Linked DNA regions of Mus musculus: all the other regions are linked to region 3. The links are chromatin contacts, called in public Hi-C and HiCAR-type maps. All regions are on one chromosome and are shown on one strand. Each heading gives the region's core, a stretch centred on a gene start, on an enhancer-like site or on the middle of the called end of the contact. The rest is flanking DNA. Distances are from core to core; before and after follow the strand shown. Region 1 overlaps Crb1 (crumbs family member 1, photoreceptor morphogenesis associated). Region 2 holds the start of Zbtb41 (zinc finger and BTB domain containing 41). Region 3 holds the start of Dennd1b (DENN/MADD domain containing 1B).

Region 1 (3,751 bases), core at 496-2,995, 300 kb after region 3:
ACATATTTTGAAGACACAAGAAAGATGACAACTGATATCATTTTACAAATGCTATTAAAAGATGGTTTACTGTGAAAATGTCTGAAGGTACTGAATTAAACATACCGAAACTCATTCCACCCTTAGGGACAGCACAGAAGCATAGCCACACCCAATAGTCAGAAGCTAAGCTCAGAGTCCCACATCAGCCAGGATAAGAGGACAGACCAACTACCAATAGCTGCTGGTTAGAGGTCATTAGAGGAGTATTACTCACCTCCGTCTTTATACTCCATCTTCCTATGTGCCTTTAGAAACAGTAACTTATGGGACTAACAAGAGAAAAGACAGAGTACTCTATGCAATGCAAAATGGCGATAAAGAAGATACCAGGCTAAAGGAAAACAATCCTGGCTGATTTGGGATTTGCTAGTATTGACTTGAAGTCGCTATCAAACATGTGAGCTCCCATTTCAGATTAGTGGTGTTCAAACAGATGTTCACCAGCTACCAGACATCTATGAGGAACTCCGTTGTCCTTCAGAGAGCCATGTGGGGTCTGAGGACTGCCTATCCTACTCAATACACACCGGTTGATGGTACATTTATTCTCCACTGGGTAGAAACTCTTCAGGTCAATATCAGATTGCCAGAATTATTTGAGATCTATCAACAGGAAACTCAAATGAAATCTGGCTATATAACAACAGCTTTTATTGGCTCATATAAAAAATAAGTTCAAGGAAAGACAGTTGTTTAACCTCAAATTCAACATTCAGAACAGCTATAGCAACTCATTGTCCCCAGCCACACTAATCAGAGCTTCATTACCACCCAAGCGTGTTAAAGAAATCTTTTTTTTTCTTTCTGTTTTGTTTTGCTTGTTTTAAGGTAGAAAGAGAAAGCACATGGTAATTGGATAAATATATGAGTTTGTGTGGACTTGCAAAGCTAGAGTGCTTCTAGAATAAGGATAAATCTATCTCCTTTGTCCATCTCTAATGTTCCATAAAAGAAAGGAGATATAACTCCAAAAAGCTAAAGGGGGGAAAAAAGCTAAAATTGAATTTACAAAGGAACACACAGAAACTTTTAGAATGCATGAAAACTTGGTTTCTAGGAAAATAAAGAGAAAAAATAGGAAAAGAAAATGGCCAGATAACAGACAAGAGGATGAGGTTAAAGACTGCGGGAGGAAAGAAGACACTGGACATGATGAGGCACCATTCAAGCAAGCTCTGATGCAGCGCTGTACTAATCTACACTGGAGGTGTAAGTGTCATACAACCTGACTAAAACCTACGACCTGGGAGAAATGTGTACAATGCTTAGTGCAAGAGAATCCTCAGGCTAAATGTCCTCAGTGTTTTCCCCCTGGCTATAATGCAATTAATAGTTTAAAAATTATATCAATGTTTAAAAGCAAAATCAAAAATTGCCCCAGAGTTTAATCTAGAGAACAGAAGGACTAGAGAACAGAAATTAGACCTTAAAAGTTGAAATATTTCTGAGAGAAATGAAAAGGATTGAATAGAATTAATACTAAAAGATAATAGAATTGTATTTTCTTTCTGAATTAATTCATTGTGATCAGTTTAATTTGCACGCTTGTTTAAATCACTCCACAAAATAGAATAAAGCTCATAATTATGACAGTCATTCTTAAAAAGTGTAAAACCAAAAGTTTTGAAACATCTGTTCCCCAAGTGATGACTCCATTAACAAAGACTGTGCTGCCCACAGAGAGCTGAGAACTTAGGAAAAGCTTGGTGAGGTTTTTAACTTAAGGGTAGAAGACCCAAGATGATATGCTTTCACTTTCATTTTCATAATAAAAGAAACCGGTTAAATGTTTTTTTTTAAAGAACTTCCTTGTCAAAGTTATGTAAGTGGACTAATTCATGGAATATCAAGCATTAATAGAGATAAAAATCCACAAGCAGATAAAAAAAGATGTAGACCTAAAAATATAATCCAACAAGGCAGAGAACAAAAAGAATAAGCAAGGTTAAACTCACCAGCAATGGGCAGGGGCTTTAAAAATGTTTTGTAAGCACTGAGTTCAAAACTAGAAGAAGGTGGCAATATGTCTGGTAAACATAAAACTCTAGGATAGAAATGGTTATCTTAGGCAAAGTAGACAATGGAAAGTTTGGAATAAGAAGAAACTTATCTTGACAAAACTTCAAGATAAAGATAGGACTTTGATTGCTGACAATTGGATGGACCATAGCTTGAGGAAAATGAATACAATCCTTCCTGATAATAGTATATCCAAATTGAAGCTGTAAGGAAGAATATCTTTTGAGTGAATCAGAAGAGACAAATGTGTGTAACAGGCATTAGCTAAACTTTGACAGGCTTTGTTCAACTGAAAAATAAATTTCCTGGAGAATTCCTAATTACTAATCTGCTTTCTTGTGTGGATTCTAAATTCACAGTGCTGTGCAACATAAAAGCCACAGTTAGAAACTTGGATATTCTCTAAAGTAGACATAAAAGAAACCCAAAAACTCTGGGGAGAAATCTTTTAAGCCCAGGCAACAAATAGGTCCAACAAAAATTTCAAGGGATAAGAGATCACGCTAAAAATGAATCAATAAATAAGAAGCAAAGAATTGTGATTGTGAACTGAGAATAAGAGATGTAAAAATTTACAATGATAGTGGATTATTTAAGAAAACTGAAAATATAAATGGATCTTAAAATGGGAGAGGTCAAAGATTTTAAAATAATTAAAGGGGTAGAACCTTTTAGAAACATAACTGGCATAAGAATCCCACTGCGAATTAAATAATGGACTGGACACAGATCACAGTTACTGGAAGGGAGAATCTGACTTGAGCTCCATGTGTAGCAAGCAGAAACAGGAAGGAAATTGCAGCTCAGGATCACAGAAGATAAAGGACAAAGAGCATTGCCATCTAACCATCTACAAGAGCAGCCAATAAAAAAAGATAAAGGAGATTTTGAAAGATGAAATGGCCAAGAATTTCCCAATATTGATGAACATTTAAGTTTTAGACTTAGAGAACCTGATAGGCATAGTGACTATGATCTTTCCTAAGAAAAATTTAAACTTCTTAAGGAGAGAAAATGTAGTATTTTTTATTTAGACAGAAAAATTACTTACAATTATGCAGTAGAAAATGAGTTCATAATAGTAACATCTTGAAAGTTAGAAAATGAAGAAGAATATTTGAATACATACACATTTAATTAACAAAATGAATAGAGTAACATAACATACATGACTATTATTTATTAATTTTTATGTATATAAATTTAATATCCATATGTGTAAACTTAATAAAATGAATTAAACAAAGCATGTGTATTTATTTATAAATACTGTAAATACAATAAATTTCTACCAAAACATTTAAATGCAATGATTATAATTCTGAATATCAATGAAATATTAGGGGAAGGAGAAAATGAATCTCTTGTTCACTGTTGGTGAGAAAGTAAGTTGAATGGCTAATGTGGTAGTTCCCTGAAAAATTAAAAATAGAAGTGGGGGAGGTGGCTTAGTGGGTAAAATTCCTTGCCTCTCAAGTCTGGTGACCTTTCATCTGTCCCTGAAGCTCATGATAAAATGGAGAACCAAGTCCAAAAAGTTTTTCTGACCTTCACATGTATACTAAAGTGTACATGTGTGTATACACATATATACACACACACACACTTAATAATAAATGAAAAGCATGATTATCATATGTAAAGTTATGAGTGATATTTGAGTTTCTTCCTTGTTACTTGGTATCCAATT
Region 2 (3,565 bases), core at 870-3,369, 460 kb after region 3:
AAGGCTATTTATGAGGACTTCAGTCATTGTTTGTGTTGCATGGCATTTCTTCTAAGAGGACTGTGATAGTATCCAAACAGGTGAGGAATAGTTGTGCTCCTCACTGACAGGCATAGGCCTTGTATCATCTATTTGACAGTTCCATATGGGGCAAGTTGATTTATGTAAGTGTGTAATCTACATCTGTTGTCTTCATTGGGATATTGAGTATCACAATGAAGTCTCTGGGTATTTTACTAGTTATTAAAATACAGCAGTGTAAGAGATTAATACAACTTGTCCTATATGATTTTTGTCTGATGAGTGAGATAGACAAGAAACCATATTATATGGTGTATCAGTTTCTTTTCTGGTATTTAGATAGAATGCTTGACAGATGAAACGTAGTAGAGAGGATTTATTATAGTTCCAAAGAGATTGAGTTCATCTTTGTTGGACCAACATGACTGTGGTGTGTTTGGTAGAATCATTATATCTAAGGTAAACATTTGAATGAAAATTGCTGTTTTTTCACTGGACCTAGGGGAAACACCAGAATGAATAGATGGTTTTTAGAAGTACCTTGACCTTGAAGAAATCATTGTAGAAATGGTGATTTTTTTTTCTATAGAGTCTTTTTTTTTTTTTTTTCCTGAAGGAGCTTTCCATCCTTTGCCCGACTTTGGTCACAAGACTGCCCTGGCAGACCTGGAATGTCTTACATTATTGAGTACTACAAACAGTACACAGTGAAGGCTAAAGTTGCAGTGGTGTGGTGTTCTCCTTCATGAAACATCTAGCTTAGACCACAGGCCTTTGTATGAGGGGCTTGCTTTATCCCCCTCCCCAAACAGCATTTGAACAGCTGTCCGAGGTTCAGCTCATTGAGGCCGTTCCTCTTTGCTGCCTGCAATGCCATATTTCGCCCGGAAGTGACCCCATTTCTTTGATTGTCCCATGTAACTTAGAACACTGACACATGACAACAGCTGGAAAGACTTGGTGGTAGGAGCCAGACGATGGATGATAACACTGCACCCCCCCCCACACACACACAAAATTAATATCTATGGGCTTGTCTTTTCAAACATTTTCTACTTTATAATCTATAGCTCTGAGTATTTTATCATTTTCATTAGCTTTCCTTATACTATTCTGGGTGTACATTCTTCTTCTTTTTTAATTAGGTATTTATTTCATTTACATTTCCAATGCCATCCCAAAAGTCCCCCACACGCTCCCTCAACTTCTCCTCCTCCTGGGTATGCACTTGCTCGTATTTGCTAATGAGAGGGTAACCTTTTCAGATTCAGAGTTATGAAGAGAGTGGAGTTACAGGTAAAAGGGAAGGTGTGTGTATTGATTTCTTTTTGGTCACGGCCTTTGTATCAGTTTTTTTCCTTAGGTTTGTACAAACAAACTCTAGAACCTTCATCGCCAGACGGGCAATATCGGGCCACTGGGCATTCTGTCGGAGATGCAACACGTTAGGCAGGGGCTCTGAGGCTCTAAGTCCCGTAGAGGTTTGGTTGTCCTTTTCTCAGCTTCACATCTTACATGCACATCTTCTGTTCATAGCAAGGTAATAAAAACAAACCCCACAATTTTAGGTGTGCTTACATTTTACGCACATGTAAGTCGGAAAGCCATACAACTACTTCCAGCCAGCACTTTGGGTGTTTGCCACTGTGGACTGGAAACTGGCAGGTTTCCGGAGGAGGTCGCTGTTTGGTGACACACTGGAAACACACCAGTTGTCGTGGCGCCAATTCCCCCTAACCCCTCATCACAGCTATCTTCCCCTCCCGCAGCCAAGTTTTTCTGGTTCAGTTAACGAGGGCCCTTAAGTGGCCACGAAAAGCGGGTATAACGGACCTGGGACCTCGGTAGGGCACCCAGGGCAGGAAAGAAAGCTCACGGAGCATGCGCAGGGCTGGAGGCGCGCGCATGCGCTCGGGCGGATGCCGGGGCTCCCCGGCTTCTCGCGGCGGCTGGGCGGCTGCGCGGGCCTGACGTGCCTGCCTGGCGAGCGGCGGCGGCGGCGGGACTCCGCGAGGGGAAGGAGCGCCGCCGAGGTGGCTGAGGTGGGGGGCCGGACCCGGAAGTGGGTGGGCGCGGGCGCGAGCGCGCGGGGATCGGAGCTGGGCGGCCCCGAGCCGGCGCGGGAGCCCGGGCTTCCCGGTAATGGGCCTGTGGGACGCTTGCCCCGGGCAGCCTGGGAGGGAAGGGTCACGGGCGAGCGCGGGTCCCCGCCAACCCCGGCCTGGGAAGACTCGGCTTCCTGCAGTCGTCGCCCGTGCTGACCCCACTCTGCTCCCCTCCTGGGGCCGCCGTGCCTAGTGGATTTCGGAAGGTCTGTCGCTCAGGAGCCATGCCGCGCTCGCCCGGGGAAAGCATGCTAATGGAGACTTGCGTTTCGTGGCCGCGCTGGCCTTATTGTCAAGGTCCCAGCACCCAAATCGGGACTGCGGTCCCGGCCGGCCAGTCTGCCTTGTTTGCGGTCTCGGCGGGATGGTGCTCTCTGGGTTGTGTTCTCTCCACCTTATTCGTGAATCAGGCCTGGAAGGTGTGCTGTGCCTTCACTTCACACTATTCTTTTGTTGGATTGTCTTTCCCAGCCCAGCTCTCCTGGTTCCCTGCCCTAAAAAAAAAGAAAATCTTAGCTGGGAGTGAATGCACTGTCGACTTTGTAATCTAGTTACAATGTAGGAAAGACTAGTTGACAACACCTTTGGGTTATTTAAGATGGCTATGCGGTGGAGCTCTTACCTGATTCTCACTCTTTTTGCAGACCATGAAACGGTGGGGCACGCCCCTTCAGAAGCTGTTGTTCAAGACAATCTAGTTTTGTTTCATCAATCGCCTAAGTCACGTATGAAGTTTCTTGTTCAAAAATTGCCGCATTGCAATGAAGAAAAGGAGAAAGGTTACTTCAAATCTTGACGAGAAGATCCATCTAGGCTATCATAAAGACTCTTCGGAAGAAAATGCTGCTGTGGAGTGTGGCCAAGTGACCTATACTCAGGCTCCAGAAAGACCAACCCCCGAAGCTGCCCAGCGTTGCCAAGAACTGCCTCCCTCTCCAGATCAGAGAAAGCTTTTGAGTTCTTTGCAGTATAATAAGAATTTGCTGAAGTATTTGAACGATGATAGGCAGAAGCAACCGTCTTTCTGCGATTTACTTATCATAGTGGAAGGGAAAGAGTTTAGTGCGCATAAAGTGGTCGTTGCTGTCGGCAGTAGTTATTTTCATGCGTGTCTGAGCAAAAATCCAAGCACTGATGTTGTCACCCTGGATCACGTAACGCATTCGGTTTTTCAGCATTTGCTTGAGTTCCTCTACACATCGGAGTTTTTTGTGTACAAATACGAAATACCTCTTGTGTTAGAGGCTGCAAAATTTTTGGACATCATCGATGCGGTAAAGCTGCTGAATAATGAGAATGTTGCTGCCTTTCAGGCCGAACTGACTGAAAAGTCGTCACCAGAAGAAACACTAAATGAGCTAACTGGAAGACTGTCGAGTAGTCATCAGTGCAAATTTTGTAGTAGGCATTTCTGCTATAAAAAGTCCTTAGAGAATCAT
Region 3 (3,667 bases), core at 940-3,439:
TTTCTCCTCTTCTTGTGCTGGGGATCAAACCAGAACCTTGTAGGTGGTGGGCAACTACTCTGCCACTAATCTATAGTCCTGTTATGTGCTCCTTGCCAATACTATTATAGTATCTGGTTCTTGAATTACTATGGTTCTAAAAATGTTATTGTCAAGTAGGAAATATTACTGCTGAAATATGATCTTGGGAAAATGTGACAACCAATTTGATTATTTGCCTTCTATAAACTTCTCTATTAGTAATGTTGTTTTCTATGAAGCGAAAATTACCAAAATTATATCACTGGTTTCAATAAACATAGGTTTACTTCAATAAACATGACAGGTTTATTCCAACTTCTATCTGCACTAATTTTCGATAAACTATGTATATAAATCATACCTGCCTGTGTTTATTTATTAAGATCAATAATATCTAACTCTTTATTGTAGTTGGCCTCAAATGTGATTGATACAGAGTAAATATATGGGACATTTTGTCTTCATACTTAGTATAGCTTGAATAAGTAACAATCTTAACTTTATAGAGTAACTGTCATTTTATATAATTCCAACAACGGACATTGAAAACATTTGTTACTATTTTCTCACCCCAAACTAAGAATTCATGGCACAGTCACCCTAGACAGGATTGTTTACTTTGGAGAAGAATTAATTATAATGAAAGAAGAAACTCTCACATTTCAGGAACTCTTGGGGCAGAAGTCGTTTTTAGTTACAGAATTTATTTCAAGTCTTTCTAGTAAGCTAACTTGTTAGTTAGGCAGCAAAAATCTTTATATGGGAAAACCATATAAACATGGTATAGTTGGCCTAATTGTGAAACTGAAATTCACTGATTTCTCCAAATATCTCACAAGAAGCATTGCAATTTTAAACTTGAACAGCACAGTCCTCATGTGACAGGCGAATCATAATTCCCATTTTACAAATGTAGGAAGCGAGAAACTGAAGTTAATATCCCACGCCAAGACAAGCTGTGACAAAAACAGTATGCTCTGACATTTTGTTTTGTTTTTCAACCACATTGGGAGCTCATTTTTTTTTTTTTTTTTTTAAAGTAAGAGGTTTGTGGCTGTGGACTATATCTTTCTATCTTGATGGAGCAACACCGTTTTTTTTTTTTTTTTTTTTTTTTTTTAGCAGGAAAGTATAAGATCAAATCTAGTCTTTATTTTCCAAGGCTCCGTGTCTGACTTTTATGTGTCGTGACTCATACCACATTCATACCATGTTGGTTTCCTCATTCTCGTACTTTCTGTGTGGATGGATACAGTCTGAAGTAACCCTTACTGCATGACAGTCACTCTAGCCTTGTCAAGGGGGAATGCTAGCTGGGAGAAAGCCTTCTCCAGTCCCTAAGGAGTCTGTGTGACTCTCCAGCCCTGGACAATGTTTTCAACGTCTACCATAAATCTTTCTAAATGTCTTCTTAGTAGATCCTGCATCTGAGACAGCAGCAGACGAGGCAGTAAGAAGCCACAGTAAGAATCAGCAGCAGCTGAGCTTGGTTAGATTCCAACTTTGCCACTGCCTACTGCTTCCTTATCTCAGATCCAGTCTCTTGCTCTGGATTAAGGTACCTACCTATAGCTCAGGTGTTGAAAACACCAAGCCAGTGTTTGTCACTGCTTACAGAAACACATCAGGTTCCACCTCCTCCATCCTTCGTGGTGCCCTCTCAGCTCCCCTAGAACGACACTCTAGGGGGCCTGCTACTGTGTGTTCAAAAGTTAAGTCCCTGGCTGTGCGTCCGGTGTCTGCGGCAGGAATGTGTTTCCCATATGTGCCGGCAACTGGAGCCTGTCCTTGAGCAGTTTGGCAGAGCTGGTTAGCAGGTGCATGAAGTCTGAACATTCCTGAATCAGGAGGGGGCGGCTCTGGGTTTCCGAGAGAGCACTACCGGGGCCACGGGCAGGAGTGAGGCGGAAGTCAGAGCATCCACTCGAGCTCCCAATTTGCAATGAATGGGAGTCGTGATGTGGGAACCCCGGGGCAGAAGTGCTTTCCCAGGCCGGGGATCGCAGGAGCCGGTGCCCAGGACAGCAGGAGGGCAGGTCCTGCCCGGAGCCCGCGCGGCCAGGTGCAGCCGCCGGGCGCGTCCCCGTGCGCCCCCTCCCCCTCCCGCCGACTTCCTGGTTCGCGGAAGGTGGCGAAGCCGCCGCCGGCCGGGTCGCGGGAACCGAGAGGCGGGGGCAGGGGCAGGGGCGGGGGCGGCGTCGCCGCGGTGCTGTCCCCGCGAGGCCGCGGAGGGCGCCGTGGGCCAGCCGCCGCTCGGAGCAGCGCGTCCCGGACGGCGTGCGGGCGTGCGGGCGCGGGGCGACGGCAGCCCCGCAGCGACATGTGACCATGGACCGCAGGACCAGGTGAGCGGCGGCGGGGCCAGGCCTCCGCGGCCCCGGGTGCGGCCTGCCCGGTACGGCCCGCTGCGCGGAGGTCGGCGCTAGGCCGCAAAGCCTGCCCGGCCGGCGACCGGTCTTCCCCGGGCCGGGTCGGCCGTGCGCCGCGGCGGGCGGGCGGGCGGGCGGACGGGCGGGCGGCTCTGCGAGCGGTGGTTAGGGAACCGCTCCCCCGGCGTTAGGATCGCCGTGGTTCCCTTTAGGGTGATTTTTCAGGGTGGCCAGGGTTGCTTTCTGATGCTTTCCCTTCGTTTAAAATGAAAGCGGTGTTTGTTTGTGCAGCCGCTGAGTGTGTGTGCTGCTTGCAGAGTGGTATATGCACTAAGGTGGCTCTTCACCATTGGCCATTTTACTTGTAGGGAGTAGGTAAAAAGCAATTTGAATAACGGTGGCGGCTCTGCTTGGAGGTGTCTTAGAGATGGGTATTTGCAGCTTTTTCTCTGGAAACTTTACTTTGGGAAGAAATCTCGTCTTCTTTGACCGCCCCCTCCTCTTCCGTTCTACCTCACTGTGTGTTAGAGCCACAGTGAAAGGCCCTGTAGATTGCAGAGAAGTATTACCGAGTCAGGATTTATTTACCTAAGACAAATTCTAAATATCTTATGAAGATAGAAATGTTACACATTTTAGAATATTTCCTTTAATATTTGACACCATAGAGGACAGGGTGATTAAAAAAAAACACACAACTTACTCTTTGGACAATTTATTGTACTATGAGGGAATTAAAAAAAAAGATAGCTGGAGCCCGGTTTATGCTCATGAAACAAGTTAATAGCGGGTGGGATGAGGAAGTGGAGAAGTGGATATTTATAAATTAATTTGTATGGGTTGTCTTTCCCTCCAGTTCTAAAGAATGTCATGTTATATATATATATATATATATATATATATATATATATATATATATATATATATATTTAAAATCAATGTTTGTTTAGAAGTGAGAGATAGCATTAATATCTTAAAGAAATTATGTATTAAACAAGCCAATGTACAAAGGCACTAGTCTTAACAGGGTAATTGAAATATACACCATCACTTTTGTGCATTGTGATGTCTTTTCCTTTAACAGTCCCCTGCCTCTCCCTCCCATTATGGTCAAACCCAAGGCTTCAAGCACTCTAGGGCAGATACTGTGCACTGGTGAGCTACATCCCCAGACTTAATCTTATACCTTCTGATGGAAAGAAACTCTACAATACCAAATTTTTGTTTGCTTTGAGTATCTCACTATATTTCAGTCTGCCTTTTGAAATGTACCAAAT

Evidence for each region. Hi-C and Micro-C count contacts between places; a contact is called where the count stands out from the background. HiCAR-type assays count read pairs that join an accessible place to other places.
Region 1: a Hi-C map of the G1E-ER4 cell line shows a contact between it and region 3, with 2.2 times the contacts expected there. The contact joins the enhancer-like site here to the promoter of Dennd1b in region 3. A contact is called at or near these places in 2 of 39 promoter capture datasets (the 3T3-L1 cell line and hippocampal neurons), 3 of 484 Hi-C or Micro-C datasets (the G1E-ER4 cell line, adipose-derived mesenchymal stem cells and cortical neurons) and 2 of 115 datasets of contacts at active chromatin or transcription factors (the SCID.adh cell line and stem cell-derived neural progenitor cells).
Region 2: a contact with region 3 is called in a HiCAR-type map of astrocytes, with 2.0 times the contacts expected there. The contact joins the promoter of Zbtb41 here to the promoter of Dennd1b in region 3. A contact is called at or near these places in 3 of 39 promoter capture datasets (liver, neutrophils and pre-B cells), 2 of 484 Hi-C or Micro-C datasets (CD4 T cells and cortical neurons), 4 of 115 datasets of contacts at active chromatin or transcription factors (astrocytes, effector CD8 T cells, memory CD8 T cells and 1 more) and 1 of 9 other capture datasets (adipose tissue).

Annotation. Positions count from the first base shown.
Region 1 is chr1:139,261,561-139,265,311 of GRCm38.p6, forward strand. The region is part of intron 5 of Crb1 (crumbs family member 1, photoreceptor morphogenesis associated); the gene reads right to left. Among named protein-coding and RNA genes, the nearest start is that of Gm41960, 96 kb to the left of the region's middle. Within about 2 kb of position 1,746, at least 17 of the 459 cell types and tissues checked have an H3K27ac peak or open chromatin away from gene starts, as enhancers often do. A contact at or near this core is called in the G1E-ER4 cell line and the SCID.adh cell line, where this site is marked.
Region 2 is chr1:139,420,264-139,423,828 of GRCm38.p6, forward strand. Zbtb41 (zinc finger and BTB domain containing 41) reads left to right here and starts at 2,120. Exons shown (of 11, transcript NM_172643.5): 1 at 2,120-2,160; 2 at 2,771-3,565. The coding sequence starts at 2,888.
Region 3 is chr1:138,961,520-138,965,186 of GRCm38.p6, forward strand. It overlaps Dennd1b (DENN/MADD domain containing 1B), which reads left to right and starts at 2,190. Exons shown (of 22, transcript NM_001166501.1): 1 at 2,190-2,366. The coding sequence starts at 2,350.